Linked DNA regions of Oryctolagus cuniculus: region 2 is linked to region 1. Evidence: chromatin contacts called from public Hi-C data. All regions are on one chromosome and are shown on one strand. The core of a region is the stretch at or near the end of the contact, and the rest is flanking DNA. Distances in the headings are between cores, read along the strand shown. Region 1 overlaps MYO10 (myosin X). Region 2 holds the start of BASP1 (brain abundant membrane attached signal protein 1).

Region 1 (5,455 bases), core at 1,263-3,762:
CCAAAGCCAGGAGCCAGGCCCTGGGCCTCCCACATGGGTGCAAGGGCCTCCCACATGTGACCTGGTCCATCCTCCACTGCTTCCCCAGATGCACCAGCAGGGAGCTAGATCAGAAGTGGAGCAGCTGGGACTTGAACTGGCACCACATTTGGCAACTTTACCCACTGTGCCACAGTGTCAGGTTTTTAATGTATGCTTTTTCAAGTCAGCACAATCCCCTTACCTGGCAGGGCAGGGCTGCTTCTGAACATGTGAAAACGTTAGAAACTTCAGCCTTTTGTGTCTTTCTGTCCACCTTGTTCATCTCATACCCACACACACACACTTATTTCAAAAGTTTCTGTGTTCGACTTGGCGCCATATTGAGGGGCATTTGGAAGTGGTTTACAGCATCTTCCTGAGCCTGGAAGCTTGCAGTTTGGCCATGGGGAAATCTCATAGGGAAAAAAAATCAAGGCCAGCTCACTGCATGGAGCCTTGAACCACTGGGAGTTTCTTGTAGAGTTCCAGCTTGTGGGGATGACACAGTTTGGGTTCCACTCCTGAGCCTTACCTTGGGCCCCTTCCCTGTTCTGTGGCTGAATCCCTGCCCCTTGCATGCTCTTGAGGGGCAGAAGTGCAGACTTTATGGCAATGTCTCTGGGTCTGTATGGCTCTAGCCTTGCTGCTGGTCCTGTTTGAGTCCAATACCCTGATTGGGCCTGTATTCCTCTCTCCGTAATTTCCTGTATGAGGCCTTGCTGCTGGATTGCCTTCTTGGAGTTCCAGGCTTTTGCTGTCTGAACTTTTGCCATCCTCTGCTGGCTTCCCAGACTACAGCCCTACTCAGCATCCCAGCCTGCAGCCCCCAACCAGAAACTCAGGCTTCTGTCCTAAACCTGTTGGTTGTGTACTTTCTGCTGCAGCGGATGGGGGTGGGGAAGGACACCTCAAGTACCCTCACCTGCAAGCTTCTAAAGACTTAAGAAGATGAAGTGCCAGTATGTTGTGGTGCCAAAAGATAAGAGATAGGGAGGAGGAACCTGAAGGTGGGTCAGGAAACCTGAGTTGGCTGTGGAGGGGGTGTCAAGAAAGACCATGCAGAGGAGGGATAAGAGTTAGAAGGAAAAGCTGGTGGGCACTGCACAGGAAGACAGAGAGATGAGAGTGAGTTTGCTGGCAGGCCTTGCTAAATGGCTTATGGCAGAAGTGCTGGGGAAAGCAAGTTCAGAACGAATGGGCAGGTCGGGCTTAGGAAATCCTCCAGCATTTGTTCTCAGTCAAGATTTTCTGCCCCCAGGTGACAACTGGCAATAGCAGGAGGTTGTCTTAGTTAGTTAGGGGCAGGAGACTCATGATGTCCAGTGAGCAGAGGCCAGGGCTGCTGCGCAACACCACCTGGTGCTCAGGACAGTCCCCCAAGAAAGAATTGCCTAGCCCAAGATGTCAGTAGTGCCATGGCTGAATCTCTGTGAAGAGAGAAATATTGGGACAGTTGCTAGGAAGTGCTAGGGAGCAGGGAGGGGACAAGTTAGTGGTGATGACATGAAGGTTTTGGTTTTTTTTTTTTTTTTTTTTTTTGACAGGCAGAGTCATAGACAGTGAGAGAGAGAGAGAGAGACAGAGAGAAAGGTTTTCCCTCTGTTGATTCACTCCCCAAATAGCCGCTACAGCCAGCACTGCGCTGATCCAAAGCCAGGAGCCAGGTGCTTCTTCCTGGTCTCCCATGCGGGTGCAGGAGCCCAAGCACTTGGGCCATCCTCCACTGCCCTCCCGGGCCACAGCAGAGAGCTAGACTGGAAGAGGAGCAAGCGGAACTAGAACCTGACACTCATTTGGGATGCCGCTGCCGCAGGCGGAGGATTAACCAAGTGAGCACAGCACTGGCCTGAAGGTTTTAGAGTGGGGAAGAAGGCAGTGAGGGAGGGGACAAATAAGAGGAGCGTGGGAGACAGGTGAGGGAGGGAGGTTTGTCAAGTCTCTTGTCTGTGAAGACCCCCACTGACACACCTGGCAGCTCCTTGAGCAAAGTGGGAAGATGCATAGAGTTTGGGATGCCTGTCTGGCTGTGCTCCCTGGCCTGCATCAGCTCAGATTGTTCTACCCCCAGACACTAAGCCCAGTGCCGTCAAGAGCTGCTGAGGTTTCTGCTGTGCTGGAAGTTAAGCTGTGTGCCTGCTCCTGGGACTGCCGAACTCTGGGGTGTGGCAGTTTAGTTCTGTGCTGAATTGAAGAGAAGCCCATCCGCTCCACCGTAGGGGTTTTGTCAGGCTCTGGGTTAGCTGCACGGAGGAGACTCCTTTCCCAGCCTCCAGGAACGGCCGCAGACCACATGATGGGAGAGGCACAGCAAATTCAGAGCTCGCCTGCAATTGTGGCGTGGAGGCTGGCTCCAGAGGAAGCCCTCCCATGTCCACCCAGCCCCAGGGCTAATTTGTTGGTCTTGTGGAACAAGCAGTAAAGGGATCAGAATCAAACAAGCTCATTTTAAGCAATGAGGTTGTGTCTAAAGATACTTGCTTCAGAAGGTACAGAAGATGCTTCACAGCTAACGTATTTTTAGGCTCTTCAAAAATAGCCTCCTCTGGTTGGGTGACATTCCAGCCCCAATCTGTAAATGTGTTTGCTGTTGTTCCTGAATTAACTTTGAAGCCGGCTTCTGTTTAGCAAGCCCCAGCCAGTGAAGAAGCTTGTGCTTGCCATAGGCCTGAGCCGAGTTCACCTGCCAGGAAGGCATAGCCACCTGCAGTGTGGTGACCGGGCAGCCCCTGCTGTGTGGGTCCTGTTTGGGGACAGGCAAATTGAAGTCTGTGTTTCAGTTTTTTGACTTGAGGTTTCCCAGAGGAGGCTTTTTTTCTTTCTTTCTTTCATTTCCCTCTCTTTCCAAGGCCAGTGTCAAGTAACAGTGCCTGGCTCTCATGGATTTGGGATGGCCTGAAGTCCGGATGGGTAGCACAGTCTTGGCATGTGACCCTGGTTGGGAACAGCTGAGTACAGTGTGGATTGTCAGAGGTTCCTTGTTTGTTGGCTTTTTTTTTAAAAAAAGGAAGAAATCAAGACTCATGTTGCCAAAAGATGATTGTAACCATCTGTCTGACTATATGTATTTTTAAAATTTTACCAACTGTTCATGTTCTTGAGTGACCACTTCCACATCAGCACATGATAGTGGCAGTTAGGAGCTTTGTTTTTATGATTTCTTTTCTTTCCTGACTCTCCATTGGTTCCAGTTACTTTCAACAAGGAGAGAATTTGAATCAGAAATTGAACTGGAGGAATTATCTGTTGTGATCTAGTTTTCTTTGCAGCAAACTTGAATGCTTGGCATTTTTTAAAATTGTTTAAAAATGTGTTTCACTGGACTGTGGCAAACAATTTTTTTTTTTAGAGATTTATTTATTTACTTGAAAGTCAGAGCTACACAGAGAGAGAAGGAGAGGCAGAGAGAGAGAGAGAGGAGAGAGAGAGAGAGAGAGGTAGGTCCTCCATCCGCTGGTTCACTCCTCAGTTGGCCAGAATGGCCGAAGCTGCGCCGATCCGGAGCCAGGAGCTAGGAGCTTCCTCCGGGTCTCCCACACATGTGGAAGGGCCCAAGGACTTGGGCCATCTTCTGCTGCTTTCCCAGGCCATAGCAGAGAGCTGGATTGGAAGTGGAGCAGCCGGGACTCAAACAGGCGCCCATATGGGATGCCAGCACTGTAGGCAGCAGCCTTACCTGCTACACCACAGCATCGGCCCCGGCAAACAGTTTTGTTATGCAGAAGACAGTGGGCAGAGCAGTAGAACACAGAACATGAATTTCTTTGGCGGATTAGTGGTCAGACTACATGCACCCGAAGTATCTTGTTGAGTTAGCTGTGCACTCCAAGGATGCAGAGTTACTTTATCACAGTCATTGTTTGTTGAAAGAGTGAACAAATGAAAGCTACTTCATTGATTGGTGAAGATAGACAACAAGCAAACCATTGGTAACAGTGCAGCACAACAATGAGTGATAAAATTATTTACCTGGAGCACAAAGAATGAGCATCAAAATGAGGTGAGGGGCCAGCACCATGGCATAGCAGGTAAAGCTGCCTCCTGCAGTGCCAGCATCCTGTATAGGTGCTGTTTTGAGTCCCAGCTGCTCCACTTCCAATCCAGCTCTCTGCTATGGCCTAAGAAAGCATTGAGGATGGCCCAAGTCCTTGGGCCCCTGCACTTGTGAGGGAGACCCAGAAGAAGCTATTGGCTCCTGGCTTCGGATCGGCGCAGCTCCAGCCATTGAGGCCATCTGGGGAGTGAACCAGCAGATGGAAGGCCTATCTCTCTCTGCCCCTGACTTTCAAATAAATAAATCTTTAAAAAAAAAATGAGGTGAGGAGAAGGTCAGAAAAATAATTCTACAAAGTTATTAGTTGCACTGAGGTTTGAGCATTTGTTGGGGAATTTGGTCTCCTAGCGGGAGATCACCCAGTGTAGAGATAGAAAATAGCGTGGTGGATTTAGATTTATTGGATGTGGTACATTGGAGACATTGGAGTGAATGTTGCATGCCGCTGCCTGTCAGGGCCATCAAGAGAAGGTGAGCAGGGGCCCAAGTTGGCTTGTGAAAGCTGTAGAGGACAACAGCTTGTGGCCATAGGCTGCGGGCTGGGAGGAGAGGTGGCCAGTAACTAGATAGTTACCAATCAGGGGAGCTGGAGTAAAGATTCTAAGAGGTAGAATCAGTTTAACTGTGTTTTGGGGACATGTAGGCTGAATTTCCATAGGATGATTGGATTACCCAGTTGGGTAGACTGTGCTGCCACTTGTCAGGATGTGACTGTGTGAGAAGAAACAGGTGTTTTAGGGAGATTAGGCTTGTCATGTTGACTTTGAGCCATCTATAAAGCATCCAATGAAGATGCCCAAGGGACCGTTGAATACAGGGGTCTGAAAGCTGAAGTTGCCTCCTGCAGGAAGGAAGTTGTAGCCCATTTAGCTGAGATGACTGAGACAGAAGGAGAGAGAGGAATAGTGTTTGGGAAATAAATCTGGATAACAGCTCCCACTTTAGAACAATTCCTCCCTTTAGGAAAGTATGCCATGGTACTGACTATTTATTTATTTATTAAAGATTTATGTATATGAAAAAGTTACAGAGAGGGGAAGAAACAGAACTTTTGCTGGTTCATTCCCGAGATGGCTGTAATGGTCAGAGGTGGGCCAGGTGGAAGCCAGGAGCTTCATCCAGGTCTCCCACATCAGTGTTAGAGGCCCAAACACTTTGGCCATCCTCTACCACTTTTCCCAGGCCATTAGTAGGAAGCTGGATCAGAAGTGAAGTCACTGGGACACGAACTGGTGCCCATATGGGATGCTGGCGTCACAGGTGATGGCTTTACCTGTGGTGCCACAACGCCGGCCCCATGACACTGACTTTAAATGACCCATGTCCCTCGTATATTTCAGATCACGTGATCCTCTTCATCCAGCTTTGCTGTCAGATGAAGCT
Region 2 (5,455 bases), core at 1,375-3,874, 310 kb before region 1:
TTTCTCATGACAGCTTAAAAAGAAAAGATAAGAAAGCCAGCTATTTTCAACCTCAAGAAACACAAAGGTTAAGCATTTTGTCCTAAGCCACACCATCTTTCAGTAGAGAACAAGCTTGGAAGACAGATCTCCCAACTTCCTATAGAGCTGCTTTACAATGTCATCCTACTGTATTTTATTCTCAATTATCCATCTGTAAGAGAAGAAGGAACAAATCCTCAAAAATGATGATTAATCGTTGCCTTTCAAGGGACACACATTTGGCAGAGACGTTAAGACATTGCTTAGGATGCCTGCAACCCCTATTGGAGATCCTGAGTCCCAGTCCTGGCTCCGCTTCCAGTTGTAGCTTCCTGCTAATGTGCACTCTGGAAGGCAGTGGTGATGACTCAAATGCTTAGGTTCCTGCCACTCACTTATGTGGGAACCTTCTCAAGTTCTGAGATCCTAGTCCTGGCTGTTGCCAACAACTGGAGAGTGAACCAGCAGATGGAAAATTCTCTCTCTCTCTCTCTCTCTCTCTCTCTCTCTCTCTCTCTTTCTCTCTCTCTCTCTCCTAGTTGCACATGTCACTGGGGCACACATCTTAGCTTATTCTGACTTCCTCTGTATACCACTGTCATTCAGGAAGCCTTAGACAGCCACACACTGAATCCTTCTGCCACCACCACTCTGCCTCTCTAAGATGGATGCCTTTTAAAGGTCTTTCCTGAGCCAGAACCAAATCCCTAGTAACAACCTCCTTGGATAGCAAAAATCCCTTACCTGTGCAGAGTTCAAACAGACTGCTGAAAATACGAAAGAAAAATTAAAGGGAAATCAAAGAAAACCCTGGAAGCCCAAAATAAAGCCAAGTTTGTTCCTCAGCCTGCACGTTCTCCTGGACCCTTGAACCAAGCTCCAAGCTCACACACTCAACGCAGGTGATGAAGACCCCTTGTGACCTCCTTGCTTCCAAGATACTGAGTTACTGCTGCATCAAACATGTCACTTCACCTCCTTGCTAAACTCATATCCCTAGAAAACTCACCCCAATAATGGACACCCCAGATAAATCTCCATGTGACTGAGTGATGGTCAGCCTCTCCACCTGAGCTGTGGAGGGCCCAGGCACTAGGAATGGAGAAGCCCTACAGAGACCCTTATACTGGAGGAATTATGGAAAACATGGGCACAATGAAAGCAAACACTCTGACCATCGTCCAACAGTTCCAGGCCAGGGCTGCAGATGGCAAGGATCTAACGGACTGCAAGGAAGTGACATAGGCAGGGAGAAGCAGGTCGGGTGAGGAGGACACCCAGACAAGGAGGTGGGTTCCAGAAAGCAGGACAGGCATACGATGGAGATGCCTGTCCCAGCAGTGAGGGAACAGGAACATGTGTGTAGTTCCAAAGGACACCGCAATTTCCCAAGATCATGGTGAATTTGGGAAGGAAAGCAAGCAGGTCAAATCTGATCACAGTAAACGTGCATCGTTTAGGCCAGAAAGATGCTAACCACTCAACACAAATCTTCTCATTTCATCCACAGCACCCTATGCAGCAGGAAGCGCTGCTATCCTCTGTAAGCGAACAAGTCTCTGCAGTTAAGGAACTTGGCCAAGGTCACAGATGAGTACAGAGTGGATAGTGAGGATGAAGGTGTGGGGAGGAAAATCATAGACTATGAAATACTCAAGAGGGAATTTTTTCAAGAGGAGAAAGAGTAACCGTTTGCAAATGATCACAAAAGTGTTAATGCAATGCTGAGTCTCCAGCCCAGCAGGTGCTATGTGGAAGGGAAGAAACCGGGGTGTTGTGGAGAGAGAAGGATTTCAGGGAGGGTGGCTGCTCTCTGAAGACTGCAGACACAGAAGAGATCATCCACCAAGGAATCATGACCCCCGACAACACAATGGAACCAGTAGTATGGGAGGAAAGGAGTGGCAGCGTCCACGGGAAGGACCCAGGGGCAGCAAAGGAGACATTACCAGAGGGCCAGGCTCCTCGGTGACGACAGGATGACAGGCCACGTGGAACTTGCCGGTCTCCAGGGTCCCCACACGCGTCCTGTTGTTCTCCTGTCCTCTGAGCTGCCAAGGCACTGGGACGCTTGGCCCGTGGTCAGCTGTCACCACACCAGGTGGAATCCTTGGGGCCACAGGTAAGATGGAGGAGGAAGGAGCTGTGCTGGGCGCTGCTGGCGGCTGGGAGCTGCCTGGCCTTGCAGGAGCATTAGCTGATCTAGGAAGCTTACTCTGGCATGACAAGGGAAGTCAGTAATCTCCTAAAGGGACATTCCTCCTTGCCCCCTGGAAAAGCTGACACAGAAATACTTTGCTTTACGCATCGTGGTATGTGCTGCCTGTTGGGAAGCGGTGAGATGAGGCACTCCCCCGAGCAGCAAGACCTGTGGGAATTAAAGTGTTTTAGGACCCAAAGCTCTATCTGTGGCCCTAGGTGCAGCAAGAATTATGTGGCAACCATGTGAGTAATCGCAAACTCACCACTTCCAGGCTGGTTTTCTAATCCTCCACCCTCTTTTTCGGTCATATTTCTATTTGGAAAATTCTCCACCAGGCACAAGCTGTGTCATAGACTTGCCCAACCTTCTTGTACTCCTGCCATCCTGGACCCCTGCAGGGCTGGATCATTAAAACAATTTCTGAGTTCCAGAAAAACACTTAAAAAAAAAGCCTCCTAGGAAATAAGTTTGAACTTACTGTAATTTCTGCTTCTGTTTAGTGTTCTGTGAAGACTCCTTCAAGCTGAGAACAGCCCAGTGCTTGAGCCATAATCATTTCTGTTTCCTTTTTCTTCTTTTCATTAGGAAAAGTTCCAAACATGCACAAGAGTATGGAGGGAAGAACGAAGATGCTCTGTGGATCCATCACCCAGAGTCAACATTTGACAGTCATCAACTCATGTTCACACTATTCAGTAGAAGATAGCAACCAAGGGAGGAAGGAAGAGGAGAAGAAATAAAAGAAAAAAGAAACATAAAACGTGTTGTACAAAGTTAGAGCATATTCCCTGCTCCCCGTGTATTTTCCCTGACTTTGGAACCCATGTTAGAACAGTTCTCAGTGCAAATTACATAGAATTGGTTTGGCAAAACTCCTCCTAGATTTTGAATTTCAATTACGATTTCAGGGAAATCATTACAAACCTTGTTAAGAGAGGACTCTGTCGCATTGTAGCTTACTCTTCTGAATGGGACTCTAAAACAAAACCGATTATTTATGCTAAGCTCACAATTTACTTCTTGGGGATTTTTAACCACATGCAGCAAATTCCAGTAAGAAGCTTAAAACATTTTCCCAGCTAAAAAAATACTGGGGGGAGGGGGGTACAAACAATATTTGATTTCTGAAAACTCCAGCCAAGTCGTGAAATGTGAAATTCCACATTTCAGATGGCTTAAAGCAGAACCCATAATGGGTTATCATTTTAGGATAAACCAATGGAGACAATTCCAGAGGGAGTCAGAACTGGCCCCTAAGTAGACAGGAGAAACATCAGCCAATCTGTTGGGAGCTTAGAGTATAATTCATTCTCTCTCTCTCTCTCTCTCTCTCCCCATCTCCCCTCCTTCTCCCTCTCTCTTCCTCTCCCTCTTTCTAAAACATGACTGATTGAGAACAGGAGAATATCTGGCATCAGTATTAACAGTCACACAGCCTCTTGCTCAAGTCCTGTTTTTGTTAGCAGGTGAAAAGGAAAGGGAAAACAGGAGCAGTGGGTACCAATTTTAGCTCAAGATCTAGACCATGTCATTTATTACAGAGTCATCTGAAACTGCCCATTGTGGCATTTGGTGAACTTAAGTGACTGCCCCAAAATACTGACCACGTCTACACGCAGCAAACAGGGCTTGGCGAGACATTCAGCAAGCAGGGTCTGAGATCTTGGCCAGCAGCATCTCTACCTCCACGTGGAATCCTCAATAGAATAACATACTTACGGCAGACACATCTCTGAAATGACTGCAGGTACACAGAGGAAGGGTGTGTGCATAGCTTTCACGTGCACACACACCATACACAAACGGAAATTAGGTGAGCCAGTCTCAAAGGGCCTGAATGCCTGGTGGGGGTGGAGGTGGGGGTAACAACTGCTTCATCACCTTGCCCTGCCCTCAAAGGTAAGTCAGATATCCAGGGATAGAACAGCTTCCTCAAGGTCTGCATTCCCCTGGGACAAACTCCCATTCCTGGCCATCTGCAAAAGCACAAGAGCAAAAACACCGTCCTGCGGAGAGTTAGTGGCCTGGGCTTTGTCCCCACTGCATCAGGAATGAGCAGTGCTTTAGGTTGAGGGCCTCATTTTCTTCCAGTCTGACATAAAGAGAGGAGGTAGAACAGATCATTTCTGAAGGTCTTAAGACAGCTCAGCATTCACAATGAATCCTAACACACAGTAGGGTCTTGCATCAGCCAGCATGAATTCAAATCTCAGCACTACGCATCTAAGCTCTGTGACTCTATGAATGCCATCTGACTTCTCTAGACAGAGGAAATCCTACAGCACAGGTTCTTACAAAGATTGTAGTCTTTGAACATCTAAAATGCTTGACTTGAGGCATAGCTCATGATGCTAAACCTTCCCTTCTATAATGCTATGGTTTCAAACCTCATGAAATCTGAGAAGTTTGCTTGTCTGCAACACTACTAGATAATTTAGCCTAAAATATTTTCTACTGGGGCTAGCTCTGTGGCCTAGTGGGTAAATCCTCTGCCTATAGTGCCGGCATCCTTTATGGGCACTGGTTCGAGTCACAGCTGCTCCACTTCTGTTCCAGCTCTCTGCTATTATCTGGGAAAGCAGTAGAAGATGGCCCAAGTCCTTGGGCCCCTGTACCTGTGTAGGAGACCTGGAAGAAGCTCCTGGCTCCTGGCTTCAGATTGGCCCAGGTCTGGCAGTTGCAGCCATTTGGGAATGAACCAGCAGATGGAAGACTCTTTCTTTGCCTCTCTGTCACTCTGACTTTCAAATAAATAAATAAATTTTTTAAAAAGTATTTCCACTGTAACTCATTACGCACTAAAGCACAGAAAGAATGCACTTTTACATCAAACCTCATACAAGTATTGCATACTCCATGCCTTATGTGAGACATTTTAGGAAGCTTTTCCCCCTTTTGTTCCAAGACACTTAGAAACAAAAGCAATGGTGCAAGTTACATTAAGTTGGGAAAGTGAAATCTTGACAAAGTTTATATTGCTAATTGAATTAAGTGTTTTAGCAGATCAAGGATGAATAGCTGAGTTCAACAAAATATTTCCTTTGATCTCAAGGTTTTCTACTTCAAAGTCTACCCAGGAGGGTCAGGCAGGCAGCTGCCAGCAGTCAGTTCCTGCTTTCTCTGCAATGAGAGGCTCCCAGGGAAGAGGGAATTGCAAAGAGTCTGCTCCCAAGCTGTACGAGTGCCTGCCACAGTTGGCCCTGTGCAGGCCTGATGCTGGTATGAGGTGTC

What was found. Hi-C and Micro-C count contacts between places; a contact is called where the count stands out from the background.
Region 2: a Hi-C map of embryonic fibroblasts shows a contact between it and region 1, with 3 times the contacts expected there. The contact joins the promoter of BASP1 here to the enhancer-like site in region 1. A contact is called at or near these places in 4 of 6 Hi-C or Micro-C datasets (ear pinna, embryonic fibroblasts, psoas muscle and 1 more).

Annotation. Positions count from the first base shown.
Region 1 is chr14:45,934,453-45,939,907 of mOryCun1.1, reverse strand. The region is part of intron 3 of MYO10 (myosin X); the gene reads left to right. Among named protein-coding and RNA genes, the nearest start is that of MYO10, 110 kb to the left of the region's middle. Within about 2 kb of position 2,512, at least 2 of the 8 cell types and tissues checked have an H3K27ac peak or open chromatin away from gene starts, as enhancers often do. A contact at or near this core is called in ear pinna, where this site is marked.
Region 2 is chr14:46,245,332-46,250,786 of mOryCun1.1, reverse strand. It overlaps BASP1 (brain abundant membrane attached signal protein 1), which reads right to left and starts at 2,624. Exons shown (of 2, transcript XM_070056613.1): 1 at 2,487-2,624.